Regions from separate parts of the Anser cygnoides genome. Here region 2 is linked to region 1. Evidence: chromatin contacts called from public Hi-C data. All regions are on one chromosome and are shown on one strand. The core of a region is the stretch at or near the end of the contact, and the rest is flanking DNA. Distances in the headings are between cores, read along the strand shown. Region 1 overlaps HSD17B12 (hydroxysteroid 17-beta dehydrogenase 12). Region 2 overlaps TTC17 (tetratricopeptide repeat domain 17).

What was found. A called contact is a pair of places that touch in the nucleus more often than the background predicts.
Region 2: a contact with region 1 is called in a Hi-C map of liver, with 13 times the contacts expected there. The contact joins two enhancer-like sites. A contact is called at or near these places in 2 of 7 Hi-C or Micro-C datasets (both in liver).

The regions. Positions count from the first base shown.
Region 1 is chr5:14,340,785-14,346,300 of Taihu_goose_T2T_genome, reverse strand. All of the region lies in intron 3 of HSD17B12 (hydroxysteroid 17-beta dehydrogenase 12), which reads left to right. Among named protein-coding and RNA genes, the nearest start is that of HSD17B12, 21 kb to the left of the region's middle. Within about 2 kb of position 3,165, at least 2 of the 3 cell types and tissues checked have open chromatin away from gene starts, as enhancers often do. A contact at or near this core is called in liver, where this site is marked.
Region 2 is chr5:14,521,604-14,527,119 of Taihu_goose_T2T_genome, reverse strand. The region is part of intron 1 of TTC17 (tetratricopeptide repeat domain 17); the gene reads left to right. Among named protein-coding and RNA genes, the nearest start is that of TTC17, 4.0 kb to the left of the region's middle. Within about 2 kb of position 3,034, at least 2 of the 3 cell types and tissues checked have open chromatin away from gene starts, as enhancers often do. A contact at or near this core is called in liver, where this site is marked.

The sequences.
Region 1 (5,516 bases), core at 1,916-4,415:
AAATGGGAACTTGTCAGTGCTGCGATATTTATAGAATATTTTTCTACCCACAATCCTAGCTCCTAGACACAAGCTGTTACCAAGTAAGTGTTTGGTTCTGGGAATTGAACCTCTTTCTGTAGCCTGTCTTTTTAGAGCCTGACCATTAGGCGTTAGCTCCTTTGTGCAGGAAAAAAAACCCTTTACACGAAAAAAATACACTGAAATTCTGTGATTTCAGATGAGATGCAGATGGTCTTTCTGATGAGGCTTCCTATTTCAGCAAATGAAACCAGGAGCAGAAGTGAAGTTAGTGTTATTTTTGCCCCCAGTTTTCTGTTTTTATTTCATAAAAATGCAGGGAGTTACTGCCGTCTTATTAACTTGCAGCCGGCATGCTTATCTTCTTTGTTCTTTGTTAAATATGAGCTGGCATGTGTTAGACTGCGTTAGTGTTCACTCTTTGGGACTTCAGTGGTTTCTAAATTTGGCATTGCTAAGCCGGTGCCCTGTTTGCTTGAATCAATTGGGGCTGCTATTTTTAGCAACAAAAGGGAATTGAAATAGCAATTTTCTTTCCATGTAATAGATCCCCAGGAGGAATACTGATGCAAGCTCTCTGTCATTCCATATTCTCCCCTTCCCCAAAAGCACTCAGACGAAAGGCAGCTGTCACGGTTTGCGGCTGTATTAATCTTTAATCAATCGAGTGTTTTCTGCATTCAGGTGTTCAGGGAAAAAAGGGTCACGACGAGGATCTGCCTAGAATAACTAAGCGCTCGTGCATGGGCTGTGCAGTCAGGACTCGGTGGGTAACGGCAGGGAATAGACAGAGCAGCTAAAAATAGCGTTTGCTTCCAGTGTTTCTCCAGTCTATTTTTGATGCTTGATTTTGATAAGGTTGATTGGGCTCTTACTAAAAATAGCTGTTCCTAGCAAGCTGAGGACAAAAAGTAGAATATTTTTAACCAGCGCAGACTAAAGTACTTTTGTTGGCTGGAGATAATCTAGAAGCTCGGTATTGGTCAATTGCCAGTGATTTATATAAATCTGTAATAGATGAAGCGCTGCTTGATGCCAAGCAGGGATAGTCTCTTCTCCCCTTGCCAGCTTTTGTTTTCCCCAGGAGCTGTCATATTCTTAATATAGCCTCCGTGTTTCGTAGCAGAAGAATCTCGACTCTTTAGTTATTTATGCATTGTACTTTAAACCTCTGCTAAGGTTAGCTGTGCTGGGAAGTTTCTCTGAACTGTATTGCTTTAAAAAGCCACGTTAGCTTCCTAGCTTATTCCTTTTGCTGCTATCTGCTGCAGCTGGGGATTGTGCAGTGATGTGACAACCTCGCTGCTATCTCCAGCCTGTCTTGCAGGACTGGGGCTGCTCTTCTGTAGAAGATGTAGCTGGGAGAATTACTCTGCAGTGGCCATTTTGACAACAAATTTGAATACCTCTCAGTGGGTTGGAGCTGTAGCTGAGCTGCCCTCCTTGAGATTGGGTTGTTAGCTTGATTTTTTTTTTTTTTAATTTTTTGGCAGAAAGAAAACAGCTGTTCCCAGATTGCAGGACCCACATCTTTCTAGGGGGAATAATGCTGTTAGTAGCTTGAGTCCTCCTTCTAGGCAATGCTGTGCATGAGTGCATCTGCAGTACTTTGAAGGATCACCTAAAAACTTACTTCTCTTAATGAGAACAGGAAAATGGCCAAACTTAAATGAATTTGTAGTTCTAGGAAGCCAGTAGAGAGCACACATAATAGCTGTTAGCTTCATTGTGCAAGGAGTATGCCTGGATACAAGTATTCCATGTTTTTTCTCCATTAGGCAACTCAAAAAGCTTATTTTGCTGTAGAAAACGTGTTTGTATCTGAAGGCAGGCTTGATCTCTTTAAGCTTTGTCTCCACTGTAGTCTAACCTTGAATTGGGGAGTCACGAATCTCTAATCTTGTTTCAGCGTGAGTGCTCTGCAGAGCTGCAGTCGGATTCTCTGCGCTTGCCGTTGCTCGCTCTCCCCGTATCAACACTGCTCCTTGCTCCTGTCGTGAGACAAAATGATTTCTGCATGCCTGCCTCATGCTTTACTGCACCGTTCTGTGCTTTTGTTTTAAGATGTCCTGGCTGGATAAGAAGCAGATAAAAACGTTCGTTCAAGGCCTCGAATATTCACTCCAATTGGTAACCAGACTGCCATGGTCTCCCAGGTGCTGCTTTTGCTGGTCTGCACGATGGAGTCACCCTTTTAAGAGCAGACAATGGCTATCCAGTAAACCTCTCACGAGGTGGTGGATGTTCTCTAGGTCACCTCTTCCTTGGGAAGGCAGCGGCTGCTGCTTGTTGCAAGCAGACAGAACGTGAGCACAGGTCATGCCCTGTGCTGCTGGTGGGGGGGCCTCGTCCTGTGCACGTTTAGCCCTGGGGTTTCTGAAGGATGCGGGTGCTACTGGAAGCATTCACTTATTCACCCCTTTGTAGCCCATCTGGAAAAAAAAATACTTTTTTATAGTCCCTGAAGCCATGTACCACTGGGCATATTGGTCTTCTGAACTGAAGTCACTGCCTGTGTATGCAGCGTGTTTTGTAGGCCTGGTCTGTGGCCCTCAACAGCAGGAGAGCTCTTCCCTTTTAGCGCAGAGCAGGCGTGTCACTGACCACTGAGCCCAGTGATCTTTGCTCCTTGTTTGTCAGGGGTTACCTTGGGTTTGCTACCAGATCGGAGGTGACGCAAGTGCTTGTAAACTGCATCATGGCTGTTGTATGTGCCAAAAGCTGTGAAACACGAGGAGGCAAAGCGGCTAGATGGCACTAAGGCTTAGAGAGTTGTGTCCATTGATAACTAGCCCAGTAGTGGAGGTTGTGATGGATTCCTGTGTATCTTTATCTTAAATTTAAGAGATCACTGGAAGAGGTCAAAGATGTTCGAGTAAACTCAAGGTGGAAGTTGTGATCTTTTTACCGTACAGGAAGCAAAATTCTGGCACAGTCTTCAGGGCAAAGATGCTATACTGTCCTAAAGTGGAGATGGATTTATACAAGCAATTTCATGATGTGGTGGGGATCTAAATGTAACTAAAAACATAAACTGGTGATATGAGTTCTTGTGCAGTTGATTCGTTAGTATGTATTTAATGGTAATTGAAAGGTCTGGAGACTTTCTGTGCTGTATTTGCTGCAGTGTACTTAATCCTGTATTTTAGGACTTTGATTAGTTGCTTGTAAAATTCTGCAGTAAATACCCTGAGGTTTTAGAGAATAAATTCTGCCCTTTCTCCTCTGCCTTCTGATGGTGTGCTGAACATGGCAAGCAGTGCTCCAAGCCCCATCGATACCTCGTGGGGAACCCAAGTGCACATCTTGCTCACATGGCTGAAACTGATTAAATCATGGGAGTTCAAGTTAGAAAGGTTTTCTCCTCCTCCCAAGCCTGGTGGTTTGACTGGACCATTGCACTTTGTACCGTAGCATGCATTGGGAAACTTCCCGCTGTTGCACAGACCTGAGGTCTGTGATCCTGACCTTTTCTATACTCTTCCTGTGGCATTTCCTGTGGTCAGAGATCACAGGTCATAAATTTGTTGGGTGTTCTTTCTTGAGTGGTGTGGATACAGGGGAGTGAATAATTGTTCGTTCACTCTTATGTGGATAACAACTATTAAATGAATAGTTTTTGATTGCAAGGGCAAGGAGCTGGAGTCAATAACTTAAGTCATCTTTTAGTTATTAGTCCTGATGGAATAAGAGGCTTGATGTCAATACGACACAAGTGGAAATACACCTGCCATGTTCATTGTACACATTCATTTTAAGTTCACGTTCCAGCGAGACCAGCCATGTCTTTGCATGTGTTTCCTACTGATGCTCTGGCTGCCACCGAAGCTGACAGCATAAAATACAAAGCTGTTGAATACTAGACAAAATCTGTTCGTTGCTTTTCTGTGCGATGCTTGCATGTGTTGTTTTCCCTGTCCCCCAGTTTTGCAGAAGGTGACAGTAAATGCTGCTTGAATGATGGTTCTGCAGATCCACGATGCTTCGAGTGCCAGAGGCTGTGGCATCAGGAGGATGAGAGTAGGGGCTGAGGCTCAGTGAATCCTAGAGACAGGAAACATCCGGATTGTCTGGTACCTCTGTCTTAAACGGGCCTGACTCTAGAATCTGCACTGTTATTACTTAATTGCGTGTTTAAAATTAGTTGTTGCTGGACGCTGCATATTTCTTAATAATACCGAATTTCAGGGGTTGGGAGAAGATATTTTGGTATTCTAGAGAAATTCTTAGCTTGTAGTGATGATTGGTACAGGCTTTTTTAACGAAGCACAGGAAAAGTTTTCCTCAGCTAGAATCTGGCATACAAACAGATCTCTTTTTTTTTTTTTTTGCCTTATTAGAAAATCCGACTTGCTACACCTTACGTATGGCATAACCTCTGGTGGGGGGAGCAGATGGCACCCCGTATGGCTTTCTCTGGGGACCTAGGTACTATGTTGTAAGTTCCTTTCTATCTGCTTACACCATAGAAAGGCTATATTCAAAGCCTTGATGGACTTAAGTGACTTATAAGTCACCACAGTGTGCGATGTACGCTAGTGGCTATCATGAATAGCGATTCCAAGTGTTTTACCAGCTTTCCCACCTCTCGCCTACCGTTCTGAACAATGTAGGGTCAGTTGGAAGGGGTGCGCAAAATAAGACTGTTCATGCACAGCAAAAGTGAAAGCGGTGACTGGAGGATAAAACCCGGGCACACGCCTGTAACCCGTTGTAATGACTATGTCAGTCTTAACCAATTTAGAAAGTGTCATTGTATAGAAGAGCAAGAGTTTCCCCTTTCAGTGCGTTGTGCGGGGGACAGGTTGTGCAGGCTCTGACATGGAACAGGTCTTTGTGCAAGTGTTTCAGAACTGAGAAAGATTTTGTAGTTCTGTACATGTTGACTCCATATTTACGTGTGTGGTAGTCAGAAAAGTGTGTTGTGGCCTGGGAATCTGTTTGACATGCAGTTAATTATTTTGTAAAACAGCTTGTGTCCAGAGTTACTGGACTCTGGCTAGTGATACCTTCCAGTGGTAGAATGTCCAGCCCAACACAAGCCAATATGCTGGTGTATTGAGTGATGACGTTCTCTGTTTTCAGAGTGTTTTATGTTACTTGATGCCTTCCCTCATTTTCCCTTATTTCCTTTACAGTCCCAAAAGTCGGGGGAAGATGGGTGTTGACTCCTTTGCCTAAAATCAGCCAGTGCTTTGGTCCCAGCTTCCATTCAGACAAACTTTAATTCAGTCGGCTCCTACACAAGCTTCCTGGGCATTCTTCTCGCTTCCCCTTGGGAGACAACAGATGGCTGAAGTGGGAAGCTCCTGCAGCTAGTCTGACTACTGAGTAAATGTGTATAGTCACACTTAGGAGCTGGTGCAGCTTTCTTGCACAGACAATAACTTATTCCCACCCCGCTTGCTTTGCCTTCTTTAAGCTCTGCCAACTGCAGTCAGTTTGTAACTTCTTTGTTGGAAGGCAGTCTGGAGGAGAAACAAAATTTAAAAGCT
Region 2 (5,516 bases), core at 1,785-4,284, 180 kb before region 1:
TGATGGTGTGGAAGCATCTGCATGTGTATATTAATTGTATATTATCAAATTTGGGTGAAGTGTTGATTTTGATTATTGCATGAAAAGCAGCTGTGACTTGGAAAAATCTAATTAGCTAACATGACTTGAAAAATCTAATTAGCTAAATGCAGCACTGATTTTAGGAAGTGGCTTTTTATGCTGTCAGTTAACTGATGGGACGTGTAGAAGCTTCCACTGTACGATTGCTGTGCAGGAAGCTGGTCAATCACAATTAGCTGCGCCCTCTAAGGAGAGCCCCTGCCCGTGCCACCCACCGCTCAGTGGAGCCCCAGCCTGCCCCGGGCCTCCCTGCAGCGGGAGGCGAGCTGGGGGAAAGCGGCCTGGGGGTGGGTGTGGAGCTCTGCTGGCCCCAGAGCCGCGGGGGAGCAGCCAGAACGTTCCCGTGTTCCTCATGTCAAGTACTCAAATGCTAGAGCTGATGTGATGGAATAACGTCTGCAGAACAAGGTAACTTCTGTTTTTTTGGCGTGCACGGTCAAAATGAGTCCACCCAGTACCAGCAAGGAAACTCAGATTCTACATACGGTGGTACTTGGAACGTGAGGAGCTGCATTCATCTTCAGTAGCTGGGGGACAGCGCTTCTTCACGAAGTGCTGCCAATTGTCCAGTGAGTTTTTTTTGGAGTAAGGTGTGTTTCAGCATCCCTTACTGTTTTCCTTCTGGTGTTTGAGAAGAAGAAACAAATTTGTGGGTGTTGCCATTGCCAGCCCTGCAGAGCACCTCTGAATTTCACTTTGTCCCACTTATTTGTATTTTGGGGAATGAGAAGCCTGGGTATTTTCTAGAATGAACTTGAATGTTGTTTTAAATGCCAAAATATAATTATTATTTTTTGCTGCTAACTGTTGAATCATAGCAGAGTACTTCAGTTGTCCAGCAAGGAGGAATTGTCTTCTGTGCATTGGTAATAGGATGATTTGTAATTGATTTATTATCAATTCATTGATAGTACCATTGAATTCCAAAATATTAGGGCTGTTCTCTTAATACCAAGACCTAAATACTTATTAACAAAGCATAAGCCTAAAATTTCCCCTCAGAGCATCCTTTTGTTTTAGTTTTTCAGGGTGTTACTCTTCATTAAATTGATATTTATTATGAGAAGTTGTCTTTTTACCAGTACTGTTTAGCCAGAAAGAATGACTGATTTATTATTATTTTTTTTAATTTTGTGTGTTTTCAGTGGGGCTTTCCGCTTTCCTTTACATTCATCTTGCAAGCCATTGGGCTGTGCAGCTTTTTGTGTTTCTCTGCAGTGTCTGGAGTTTCAGCTTCTCAATGTATGTGGTGTGCTACCTGTCACCTTACCTTTCTTTTAGTCCTTCTAATTAATCTGCTGCTGTTTTGTCAAAAGATATTGTCACACCAGGTTTCTCTGTAGTACTCTAGACTTCTCCTTAGAACTTCAAAGTAACGATTCATTCTTGCTGTTTCTGTGGCAGCCCATGTTTGAGTTTTGGAGAACCTTATCTTCCAGAAGACAGCTGTGTAAGTGAAGGCTCACGTTTGGAACAAGCTTCAGCTGCTGCTGGTTTGAGCACAGTAACCTGAAGAGGATCGTAGAGTAATACTGCCTGCCCTGCAGCTCAAAGCAGGGCCAGCTCGGGCAGGTCGCTGAGGGCCCTGCCCACCTGAATTTAGCGTCTGAGGATGGAGATCCAACAGCTTTAGCTTTGTTGGGCCGTTGGACACCTGGTCCAGTGGCTGACTGTTTTCAGAGTGAAATTATTTTTCATCTTTTCTAATTAGAATTTCACTTGTAGCAGCCGGTGTCTGATGCCTCTCACTGTGGCACCTCAGAGGAGTCTGGCTGTGTCTTCTCTGTACTCTCCCATGAGGAAGCTGAAAACAGCAGCAATGCCCCCCTGTCCTCCTCAAGGCTGAGTCAGCCCGGTTCTCTCAGCCCCTCTGTGTGCTATGTGCTCCAGGCCCCTGGCTGCCTTGAACAGGCTTTGCTGGCCGTGCTCAGGTACGTCGGTGTCTGTCTCATGCCAGGGACTGAAAGCTGAAGCTGATTTATTCTTCCAAGTGCTTTTGTTTTCCTCACCCTGCTGGTTCCAGTCTTGCCACTGCAGCCCAGTGTGCAGTTGACCTTCATTGCTGCAGAAGTGAATGCTGCTGACAAATCATCATTATTTTTTTCCCATACCAGAACCCAGATGTCCTTTTCTGCAAAGCTTGTTTTGTGTTTGGCCAGCCCCAGCGTTTCCTGGAGCAGGAGACTTCCAAAGGCGCTGGCTTTGTGCTTGCCTTTGCTGAATGGCCCGATGGTTTCTGCAGCTGTCCCTCTTACAGCAGCCCTGCCCTCTGCCCTGCCACCCCCGCCCCGCATTTGCAGAGGACACTAGGCTTGCTGAGGTCTTTTTTCCACAGTGTTCATGAAGACACTAAACAGTGTTGGCCCCGCTATTGATCCCTGCGAATGCTGCTCGTGACCAGCCACTGCTGGACTTTGCACTGCTGATCGCAACCCTTCCAGCACAGCAGCCTCCCACTGGAAGTGGCTAGCGCTGTCTGGTGACTAAGAGTTGTGGTAGCTTTTGTATTGCTTAATTTTAGAAGTATTAGCTTTCTCAAACTCTGAAATGCATTTTAAAATTGTCACCTTTTTGGAGCAGGAAGGGCTTAATCTTAACTTGGACTACGTAGGTTTATCTGAAGGAAGCCCATGTAATTGGTAAAGATATGGGCAGAAAGCTCAAGTGATAGTAAAAGGCAGCCATTTGCCCTGTTAAATGATTCACTAGCTGTAGATGTTCAGATAAGTACCAGTGACAAGTGACTTCCCTGCAGCTCGTAGTTTGCTGCAGTGAATTTTGTTTTCCTTGTTACCAAAGTGCACTGTGGATGAGGAGCTGAAAGCAGAAGTTACAGATCCTGACCTCTATACAAAATCCAACAGCCTGGATCTGTTTGAGGGAAGGGTTTTTATGTTATGGCCCTAAGATCTCCACTGGTCATGTTCTCCTTGTAGTGCAGTAAGAGTGTAAGCCTCTAGTATGAGACTACATTGGAGTGAGATTGACTTGTCTGTGGCATAAGACAGCTTGCTGACTGAGATTTCATATGGAGTTCCTGGTGGTAGAGCAGCCTGACAAGTGGCAAAACTAAGGCAAACCTAACAACTTGCAGTGTATCACCAAGATCTCGTCTAGTAAATGGGAATGCTTGCTAAGTAGGCCCTGCTGTTCCAGTTTCTGGCGAGTATTTCTGAATGATGAAGCAAGTTAATTCCCAGCACTGCATGTAACGTTTCGTTGTCTCAGTACACCATCACGAGAAAAGTTATCGAGTTGTATCTGTTGCTCTAGTAGCTGTTTTCAGGTCACATACATCTTTCTCTGAGTCGGTTCCTGTTCTTTTTTTGGTGTGAGTCCTCCTTCAGCTGTGTGTTCCTGCGAAGTCAGGGACCAAGTCATCGTATCTCTTTGATGAAATTATATCTGCGTAGTGCATGTTTATAAACCTTTTTGTTTCACAACTCCCAGTATAAAGTTCAGACTAATATATAACCAATTTTAGACTGTGCTTTTATGATTGTAGGGAAACTGGCTACCCTACAGAAGCACTAGTGTACTTCAAGAGACCAGAGAAACTCGGCATAGGGAGGACAGACTAAATAAGGTGCAGCCAACAGCTTTCATACTCATTCTTGGCTTTGCTGGTGGACACTAGCTGCTGTCATGCACCAGAGACCTGACATACCACAGCTGAGGTAGGGTCTTCACAGAGGTCACGTTTGGGCTTGGTGGAGACAATTACAGCCAAGCACGTTGTGCTGGACTCCAAAAACTGCCTTTATGTGGACTGCTATAAACACTGAAAAAGTCAGTCCAGAGTAACTAAACGAAAGTAGCAAAGAGCTCCCAGACAGATGGTTCAAAGCAGGGCTGAGGAAGCGTTGCCAGGAGCAGAGAGCCTCAGGCAAGGAATCTGAGCTGGCAGAAAGTTGTTTTGTGCTGAAGTTTGTTAAGAGATGACCAGAAGAACAGTGTGAAGGAGCAAGGCTTTTAGCCTGTACTGCGCTGAGAAGACTAGCCCCTCAGTAAGCAACATCCGAATTTCATGGAGAGAGACATCGTGTTGGATTCCTGCTTAGTACAAGAAGAGAAGCATTACCTAATAGGTCTTCATTTGGTGATGGATTTGAATGTGAGTGTGTCCCAAGTGGCGGCAAGGCACAATGATTCACAGATGGCTTTAAAGTTAGTGAGTGCACTACTGCCGTCAGTCTGACTGCCGCCTGACTGCACGGTACACCAGCAGGTGGAGATGAAAACAACAGTCTATGTATACACTCAGACTAGAGAAAAAGCAGCCACCCAAAGCCAAGGAAAACTGAAAATCTAGTGCAGGCAAACAAAAACCTATTTTCTGTTTGCAGAGCATCTTCTGTGATATGTTAAGCAGTTGCTCAGTCTCATCTTGAAAATGACAGGTGGATGTTTGCTTTGCTACTTCTCTAAAGGTTGGTTTTCTTGGCCATCTGACCTTTTTCTTGACTGAATTTCTAATTCTGCTAAGTCTGCTGTGTGCTAAACAAAACAAATTGCTCTTTATTGCTGGTGTGTGTAACAGAGCGCCTTCCTCAAAGCAGTCTCCAGCATGCGTGCCTCTGGATGAGCATGTACAGAGAGACCTCGGCTGGAGATCGGTGTGAATCTGCCCAAGTTCGGGAGTTGTCATCCAACCTCAGGATGACGACCTGAAGCGTGATGTTATTGAAGTGTAGGTCAGCTTATCGTTGTTGAAAAGGGACGCTTGCTTTGTTTTAAAACTTCTCGCTTAAACACCAAAGCACTGTAGGATTTTCGCCTTTCTTTAGTGGGGAAAAAAATAAAAATAAATAAAAGTAACTCCTTCACTTTATTTTTTTGCCTTCTCGTGAGAATCTGTGGAAAGCTGGGACCCGTGTGCTGGATGTCTGAGAAGTTTACTTCGTTGTCCCAGATCAGGTGCTCCTGACCTAGAACTGCGCTTTGCCAGCGCTGCGTGCCCGCTGAGGAGCGAAGCACGGGTTTTTGTGTCACCGCGAAGGTCGTGGCTGATCAGAACTCAATAAAAGTAGTCCTCGTGTTAGCCTGCACGTGCAGTGCAGTCAGAAATGTGGATCTTTTATTCTGTGGGGCAGTGGTGGAGGATAAGTAGGTGTAACTGCTGTCAGCTGGGCTGCGAGAGGTCTGCAGTGGAGGCGCAGGCTGGGCAGGCCGCTGGGGTAGGGCCTGTAGCGGCCCCGCGCCTCACGCGTCGGCCAACGCCAACCCTTAGGCCAGAGCTTGGCTGCTGACAGCAGAGCTCTGACACAGGCGTGGCTGGAGGCGGCCGAACGTAGCAGTAGGCACTGAGGGGGTTCAGCCTGCAAGCACGATCAGTTCTTCTTGTTTGCCAGCGCAGGCCCCGTCCCTGTCCGATTTTAGTGTTTCCATGTGGCTTTTGTCCCCTAAGCTGCGTCTGGTTCCTTGGTCTCCTTTCT